Regions from separate parts of the Rattus norvegicus genome. Here region 2 is linked to region 1. A link is a contact called in public Hi-C data. All regions are on one chromosome and are shown on one strand. The core of a region is the stretch at or near the end of the contact, and the rest is flanking DNA. Distances in the headings are between cores, read along the strand shown. Region 1 has its middle 5.5 kb from the start of Irf1. Region 2 overlaps Slc22a4 (solute carrier family 22 member 4).

Region 1 (4,301 bases), core at 565-3,064:
CTTTCATCTGCAGGACCTGACTGGGCTCCGGGCCAGGGGACTGAATCCAGAAGTCCCGCTCCACTCTATGCCTCCAACCCAGTCAGCCTCATGCTGTCACTGTGCCCACCTCTAAGTCTGGCTGTTCCTAGCCTTGAACTTGGCTGGACAGGACGAAGAGCTGTGTTCTTCTTGAGCATGTACAGAGAATTCTTCCCAATGATAAAGAAGAGTGGCCAGAGAGTGGATATGAACCAACACAGTTGCTGGTGCCGGTAACCCAGCTTTTAGAAGGTTGGAAGATGAGAAGATCCTGAGTTCCAGGCCAGCCTCAGCTACACAGGAACCTGAGGCCAGCCTGGGCTACTGGAAGCCCTAGCATGCATGAGCACACACGTGCAGGAGACAGATGATGGCGCTAAGTTACTAGAGTCTGCCTAGCCTGCATCAAACCCTGGGTTAGATCCCCGACACTGCAAAGACCAGGCAAAGCCACCCACATTTCAGAGGTGGAGGCAGGAGGATCAGAAGTTCAAGCTCGGGGTTGGGGATTTAGCTCAGTGGTATTGCGCTTGCCTAGGAAGCGCAAGGCCCTGGGTTCGGTCCCCAGCTCCGGAAAAAAAAGAACCAAAAAAAAAAAAAAAAAAAGTTCAAGCTCATCCTCAGCTACATAGTGAGTGCAACAAGCATCCCGTATATGAGATCTTGTCTCCATGTAAAGACAAACAATAAAACTCTAAGACTCAGATGGGGACAGTCATTCCTCAGGTATCACTTGACTTTATGGTCCATCCTCAGCTGGTGAACCAACACCATTACACCCTGTTCGGTGACCGGTCTGCTGTTCTTCCCTGTGGTCCCCACCTTCTCTGGGAACAATATCCAGAAGAGAACTGGGCAGGTGTACTGAGGTGGGGCTTTTCCGGGGTTGGTTTTCCCCGGTTCCCACTGGAAGTTCCAGCGAGCTGCTGGCCAGGGACTCTGGACATGTGCCCGTCCCCACTGCCTGCCTTGGAGCAGAGCTCAGCTTGCTCTCCCTGAACGGTTCCGGGAAACTCCTCGATTTCCTCGTTGCCTCCACGTTGGCAAGAAAACGAAACCGAAGCCCCGCCCCTCCTGCCGGGCCACGGAACCCTGAGAGTGGGTGTTGGGAACTAGGGTTCCGAACCCCGGCTAGTTTACACACAGCCTACCGCTAGGGTACTGCGAGTTGTTATCTCGGCCAGGTTCTCAGGCTGCAATAGCTGGAATGTTCTTGTGAGACATCCTTCCCCCAAACTCCCCCCCCCCCCCCGCACTTCTGTGCGTCTGTCAACCCTGGGGTCTGGGGAAAGGGAACGGAGAAGAGAGACAGGCGGAGGGGATTAAGAGCAGGAGCTCGGCAAGAGGCTTGCCAGCTTCAGCCATCCCAGGTGATTGACGGTCTGCACAGAGAAGTTTAGCACGTAGCCCCAGGCCACACAGCTTATAGATGCTGAGCTAGGTGCAAACTCCTGGCGGACGGGAAGGCTGGGTGGTGGGGAGAAAAACTGCTCTGCCTGTTGGCAGCTGACTGCCTGGCACGGGTGGGGTAGGCCTAGCGTGCAGGCGTGGGAGAATATAGGCGTAGGGTTAGACTGTAGGCAGCCACCTGGGCGGCCCAGCTGGGAGGCCCTGCGGTTCTCCGCTCGCCTGCTTCCCTCCCTTTCCAGGAAGCTAGCCAGAGCGGAGCCTGCAACTCACCCCCAAGTCGGGGCGGATCAGGAATGTGGAAGTTAGCCCAAAGGGCCCGGTTGCCCACTCTCCTCCAATCACGCACACCCGGCACCGGAGTGCATCACGTGGAGAAGAGGGGGTTCCACCTCAAGGCCAAGCTAGGCGAGGAAGCCTGGTGTAGAGTGGGGGTAGTGCCTCCACTACTCGCAGGACTCATCCTCAGGGGAGGGGAGCTGCTCCCATCTAGCCCTGCCCTGGGTCACGGCCTCTGGGCCTAGCCTCACAGTCTCCTCCGCTCGGCTCTCCAGGCCCCACAGGGCGGATGGGAACTGAGGCCTCTTTCCTTCCAACGCTGTGTTTATAAGAAATGAAACTCCGCAGCGGGCCCCAGTGGCAGCCCACACGGTCACACGGACTCTCCCGCGGGCGGGGGAGGGGCGCTGAGTTCCGGAGCGGCACTGACACCACCAGCAGCGAGCTGTGACTTAAGCGAGCTGTTGGGTCCCAGGGCAGGACCCTGTGCTTTCCCAGTCAGCTGCTGCGTCCCACTCTCCCCGTTTTGGATGTAAAACAAATACATAAATAAAAATAACGGTCCAAAGTTTATTCTGCTGTGTCATACAGTGCGAGTGCCAAAGCTGTGAGCAGGGAGGGGTTGATCTCGTGCCCGGGCAATTCCCCAGAATCAAACTTCGGACTAACTCTGAGCAGAAGCTTAATTCCCATTTATTGAATAAGTTAGGATTTCCTTTCTGCCCAGGCTCCGCAGTCACGGTGGTGGGACCTGGCCAAGCTTTAGGATGGTTTTGAATGCTTTGATGTCTTTATTTTGAGACAGGGTCTAGGTAGCCCAGGGTGACTCTGAGTGCCAATCCTTGAGCCTCTACATTTCCAGTGGTGGAATTACAAGTGGGCACGGCGTCTCCTCAGGTTTATGCTATACTGGGGATCTAACCTAGGATCATGCACGCTAGGCAAGCGCTCTACTAATTGTGATAGGTCGTCCTTGCAGTGAAAATAGAGTTTGGCTGGCTGCCAGGAGAGCCTTTGAGCATTTCAAGGAGACCTGCCTCTGGATCTGTCTGGAAGCCCTGCTGAGAGCTTGTCTGCTTTGGGGAGCAGTCAAAAACCTAATCCAAGTCTCACTGGGCCCCGTTAATACCTCGGATTTCTGAGAGCATTTCCGGTCCTACACCTGTCTATCAGCACAAACACAGGCTGCCAAGCAATGTCTGAATATAGAGAATGGTCATCAGATGAAGAAGCAGGAGGACACAGCCATCTAGCAAGGATTTGTAGTGCCTTCCAGGGACCAGGCATCTGCTGGAGAACATGAGGGCCACAGTGTGGCCTTAGTGCAGTTGTTTGTCTCCAATCTCTATAAATGGGTTGGGGTTCAAGATTGGCAGGGCTCCCACCTAGAAAATGGTTCTGAAATCATAACCAAGGAGGCAGAGAACAGGAGGGAAGTGGCAGGGGAAAAGATTGTGGTGCACCAGAAGAAAGGAAAGACGGTCCTACAGAGTATTTGTGGATAATTGTCACCAGCCCCACCTCCTGCACTCCAGGCTGGCCTGGATCTTACTATGTAGCCAAGGATGACTGTTAACTTCTGATTCTTCCGTCCTTGCTTCCACCACTGGGGGCTGGGATTAGAGGGATAAACCCACCATGCCTGGGTGGGGTTCATAGTGCTGGGATGGAACTAGAGCTTTGTGCAAGCTACCCAGGCACTCTGTCAACTGAGCTGCATCCCCAGGTCACCCCCCCCTCCCCGCGCGCGCACATTATGATCACAAAGGTCACATTCAGGGAGAGCCTGCTAGTGCCTCTGCCAGTCCGAAGAACCTCGGGGTCCAGCACTGAGACACAGCACAGCATCTTACCCTAACTGAGCCAGGGCACTTTGGGGAGGCACCCTATGTGCTCCTGAGCAGGACGGGCAGCTATTCTCTTTAGCTGTCCAACTCCATGGGGTGTGAGGCACCTGCTAGACTCCTACAGAAAAATGCAGCCCCTGTTCACCGACTCAGGAGGCAATAGGAATAGGAGAGATAAGACACAGAGCTGAGGCCCAAGGGCAAAGGTGAAGGGGGAGGCATTCTGATTGGTTGCTTTGAAACTGGGCATTTGTTCTGAGTTTTTAAGGGGTAGAGAAGGAAGCCAAGTGTGGTGGAGCACTTCTGCAACTCCAGCACTTGGGAGGCGGAGGCTGGAAGATCAGGAATTTAACACCAGCCTAAAGGGGCTGGAAAATGCCTCAGCAGGTAAAAGCTCTTGCTCCCGACAAATCTGATCCTTGTTCTCTGGAGCCCATGTAAAAGCCACAGATGTAAGTGGAAGACCAATTCCCTGTGGCATGTACACCATCATATTTGAACACATACTACACACCCATACGTAGTAAGTTAATATATATTTTTAAAAGGACAACCTGGGTTACATGAGACCTTGTTTTTAAACAAAAAGAAGGGGCAGGTAGAAATGGAAGTTAGGGGAGAGGAAGAAGTATTCCTGAGTGTTGGGGAAATGGAGGAAAGGGGGGGGGCAACAGAAAGAGAGAGGTGAGGAGAGGTTCAGAACACAGAAGCACAGGGAAGGACTGTCCTTACCTTTCAGTTGAGGAG
Region 2 (4,301 bases), core at 1,029-3,528, 240 kb after region 1:
AACTAATGCGGTTAAATTTCAAATGTGTCTGAGGTCCCTGGAGCCAGAATTACAGAGCACACGTAATCAGGCGCGTGCTTATTGAAAGGGAAACATATGGTCTGGAGGAAGCAAGATTTAAACATGTGTAAAGAGATGCTACAGCAAGGACAGCAGGGGTGGGGCAGGGTAGTGGCTGGGTGTTGACGTTAGAAGTGCGGGGAAAATACTAAATTAGTGGATCAATCAAGGCAGGAGGTTTTCTGTAGATAGAGCACCAGGGGGCGCTGCTGCGCTGCAGGAAAACCAGCAGCTACCAAGTCTGTCCTTCCACCAAGTCCTCCCTTACAGAGAAGCGGTTCATTACCCAGGGGATGAAGGAAAACCACTCTAGCATTTTACCCAGAAGTCTATAGGCAGGTTGAGGGTACTATGCCTGAGATTGTCACGGGGTCTAGAAAGCTGGGGTGTGAGAAGGTCATTGACCCTGATTTTGAGTCCCACTTCCCCGGCTCTGGGAGGTGCATCCACCCTGTGTTGCTTTGAGGAGCTTGAGTTTGGCTTGCCTTTTGTATTACCCCGAGACGTTTGCAAGCCTGGTGAAGTTTTTAAGAGCAGCTCAGAAGAAGGCTCATTTCTGTGCTGCTTTGGGAACAATTTGGGCTCTGGAATCAATGCAAAGATTAATCTTCAGGATGAACTTTTGCCATCTCAAGCATTCAGATTTCCAGAGAAGGGGGGAATCAAAGGTCAGGGAAATTCTCAAATAACAACAATCTGTTGGGTTCAAATCTGGCTTCGAGGGAAAACAAAAAACAAAAAAAACCCCCCAAAGCCTGGAAAGTAGCTATTTTATTCCTGAAACACCAGGGGGCGCTGCTGCGCCACAGGAAAACCAGCAGCCACCATGTCTGTCCTTCCACCAAGTCCTCCTTTGCAGGAGCTGCCTGGGACTCCGTCTGTTCTGGGACAGATCAGTGACAGTCTTAGGCCTTCAGATCTTAACACAAGTGTTATCCCAGAACCTAATGTTATCAGTTTCCCTCTGAGCCCACTAGAATGAGAAGGATGGGCCCAGGTAGACAGGGAGCCCTGTGTCTGTAGACACACCTAAGCTCCAAACTACCCTTGACCTGGCCCTCTTCTTCTCTACCCTGCATGTGAGGCCATGGTCACGTGGGGAGAAGGGAGGGCTGGGGAAGGCAGTGCCAGAGCTGTGGGACGTGAGGGGGCTGTGGCTGCGGCTGGGTGGCTGAACCTGTGGATAAAGTGCTTGCCGCACAAAGATGAGGAAGTGAGCTCAAATGCCCAGGACCTGCCTAACAGAGCTGGGCACTATGGAACACGCCTGAAACCCCAGTGCTGGTGGGACAGAGACAGGAGGCCCTCTGGGGTAAGTTAGCCCGAGAGCTCCAAGTATAATGTAAGAGCTTGTGCCAAAAAGTAAGGTGAATGCTAGCTGGTTGGCTCAGTGCCAGTCCTGATCAGCTGAGTTGATTCCCAGAACCCAGCATGGTGGAAGGAGAAAATGAACTTTCACAACTTGTTCTCTGCTCTTCACACATGTGCTATGGCTTGTGTACACCCCCTTCCACATACAAAATCAACATTAATTAAAAAAAAACTAGGCAGAGAGCAACTGTGAAGGGCACCCAGTGTTTCCCTCTGCCTCAACCTACCTACACTCCTGTGCTCATAATTATGCATACATACACACAGACGGACAGGCAGAGATGGACAGACAGACAGACAGACAGACAGACACACACACACACACACACACACACACACACACACACACACACACACCACTCCTTGCTCCCAGCCTGGGCTGCTCTGCCTTTGTCTTTCCTTCCAGAGGGCCTTCCACATCCCACCCGTCCCAGGTCTTACATCACTCGTTGCTTGCAGCTCTTTTCTTTCTACGCAAACTTCTCTGCCTTCTACAGAAATAATAGTATTTGTTATGGTAAGGTGTTGTTGCTGTTGTCGTTGTTCTTTTATGAGACATGGTCTTGCTACATAGTCCAGGCTGTCCTAAAACTGAACATTCTCCTGTCTCTGTCTCCTGAAACCACATGTACATCCTCACAGATAACCTCGGAAAGACTCCTGTTCCACCCCTCATCCTTGGAAGGCCGAGAACCCCTCTCTTCATGCCATGGCCTGCTTAAGAGAGGGCTATCTATTGAGGCACATGGGACCGTGGGGCTCCCGCTTGCTCTATCTCTTCCCGTGAGGCCTCTCTCCTCCAACATGAGGCTGGGCCTGTGGCAAGAGGCCCTTCACCAATAATTAAAGGAATGGAATTTGGACAATTCCACCTTGGCAACCTGACAGAGGGCGCGCATGTATTTGGCTAACAGAACATACCACGGCCAAGGCCAGTGAGTCACAGGCTCCTGAGAGCGATCAGAACCACATAGCCAGGTGCGGGAAAGCCCACTCGACTCCTATCACAGGGCACAAACAATAGTTATGCTGGAACAATGGGGAGAAACTGGGATAATTCCGGGCCAACTAGAATGATCGTGTTAAATATTATAGGATGTTTTGTTTATTGTGCTGTGGGTGCTCCCTCTCACCCCCTCTCAATGAATAAGGGGGTGTTAGAGAGTATATTGGTGGTGGGGATCACACTTTTGAGAACACCCTGAACAATTTCCATGAAACTCACCTCATCTCCTCCCCCAGAAAAGCTGGACAGTGTCCAGGGCCTCCCCGAGGCCTAGGAACTGATGGCTTGCCCTCCCTCAGCCTGGCTTTCCTACAGTAGGACTGTTATCAGAGAGGCACAGCTGTCCCGTGCGGAGCTCATATGCTCTGGGTGTGGGCTCAGACTCAGGCCAAAGCAGATCTGCCCAGGTGGGACAGAATCCTGCCACCTAGCAGGTGCCTTTCCTTCCTCTATATATGCCACATCAACCCCACTAAGTCCCTTTCTAGACCACCAGCCTTCCACCTTAATAGCCCAGACCACGGACTTCATATCCCTGCTGTCTCCCTGCCCAGAACCTCCTGTCCCTAGCCCCTTGCTCCCGAGAATGTGACTCAGCTCCTGTATACCCCATCCCCCTCTGTGAGCCCCTGTCCTGCTGTGACAGGCACAAGGTGCCCCAAAGCCGCAGCGCCCTCCACCACACACGTGTCCAAGTTTGAGGACGGTGTAGACGCACACTCAGTGTCTCCCTCCTCCCTGGCCTTTCACAGGGCTGACTGCATGAAGGTGCCCTGAACCTTAAAGTTGTTCCTACCGAGTATGAAGGCCACCACATAGTTGGAGATTTGGCCCATGCCCACGATGGCAAATAACACAGTAAACATCTCCCAGTTGGTTGAGAAAATCTGCACGAAGCTGAATCCAGTCTGCACAGCCATGGTGGCAAAGAGGACTTTCTTCCTGCCGAACCTGTAGAACAAAGCATAGTTCAGGGTCAGTGGTGAAACTAAGCCTGGCTTCCCTGGAGGTTCTGTCCTCTGTCAGGATGAAGGCAGACAGATGCACGTTTGGTTCTCTCTTCCCCTTCCCCATGACATTCTGTCAGCCTCCTCCCTGGAGGAGCACCCATCTGCCCAGGAACTACCTTCCAAGGTACCAAGCCTCGCTTCTGGCAAACACGGGGCATCTTCTGTGAGGATCTCGTCGACAAATCTGATCTTTAGAAGGAGCTGAGGGAGGGCCGGAGAGCGGGGTGGTGGGCTGTGGCTTAGTGAACAGAGTGCTTGACTTAGCATGAATGAAGCTCCGGCTTTGATCCCCAGAATGGGGTAAACTGGCTGTGGTGGGGCATATCTGTAATCGAAGCACTTGAGAGGTTGAGGCAGGAGGGACAGAAGCTCAAGGCCACCATAGCCATTCTGAGACCATCCTTAACCATCCTGGGCCTGTCTCAAAGAAAACAACCCTTCAAAGTGCAGTTTGAAAAGACTTCTATCCCCACATGGGAGTTCTGTAAGTTTAGAAACTCCCTCAAGGGCTGTTACTTCTTAACCTTGGCTGCACTTGGAACCACCAGAGAGCTTTTAAAAAACGACAAGACAGTTCTTGATTTACAATGGTTCAGCTCAGGACGTCATGACTTGACAGTGGTGGGTAAGTGCTGTACACTGGGTTAGAACACCTGCTTTGAATTCTGTCCTTGGATTCTCTCCACTCTCCCTGCTGCACAGAGGTATGGCCTGTGGGCCTCTCTATCCAGGCTGAGCATTAAGAGTGAGTGACACAGCTGACAGACCAGTGAAGGCAGACAACTGGCCCTCTACAGTTGGCTGTTTGCTGAGCTAGCATGTGGTATTAGGTGTGTAAAGACATTTTTTCGATC

The links. A called contact is a pair of places that touch in the nucleus more often than the background predicts.
Region 2: a Hi-C map of the A7r5 cell line shows a contact between it and region 1, with 2.1 times the contacts expected there. The contact joins two enhancer-like sites. A contact is called at or near these places in 2 of 12 Hi-C or Micro-C datasets (the A7r5 cell line and Schwann cells).

Annotation. Positions count from the first base shown.
Region 1 is chr10:38,410,242-38,414,542 of GRCr8, forward strand. No RefSeq gene overlaps it. Among named protein-coding and RNA genes, the nearest start is that of Irf1, 5.5 kb to the right of the region's middle. Within about 2 kb of position 1,815, at least 72 of the 93 cell types and tissues checked have an H3K27ac peak or open chromatin away from gene starts, as enhancers often do. A contact at or near this core is called in the A7r5 cell line, where this site is marked.
Region 2 is chr10:38,654,058-38,658,358 of GRCr8, forward strand. Slc22a4 (solute carrier family 22 member 4) reads right to left here. Exons shown (of 10, transcript NM_022270.2): 3 at 3,234-3,388. Among named protein-coding and RNA genes, the nearest start is that of Slc22a21, 23 kb to the left of the region's middle. Within about 2 kb of position 2,279, at least 13 of the 93 cell types and tissues checked have an H3K27ac peak or open chromatin away from gene starts, as enhancers often do. A contact at or near this core is called in the A7r5 cell line, where this site is marked.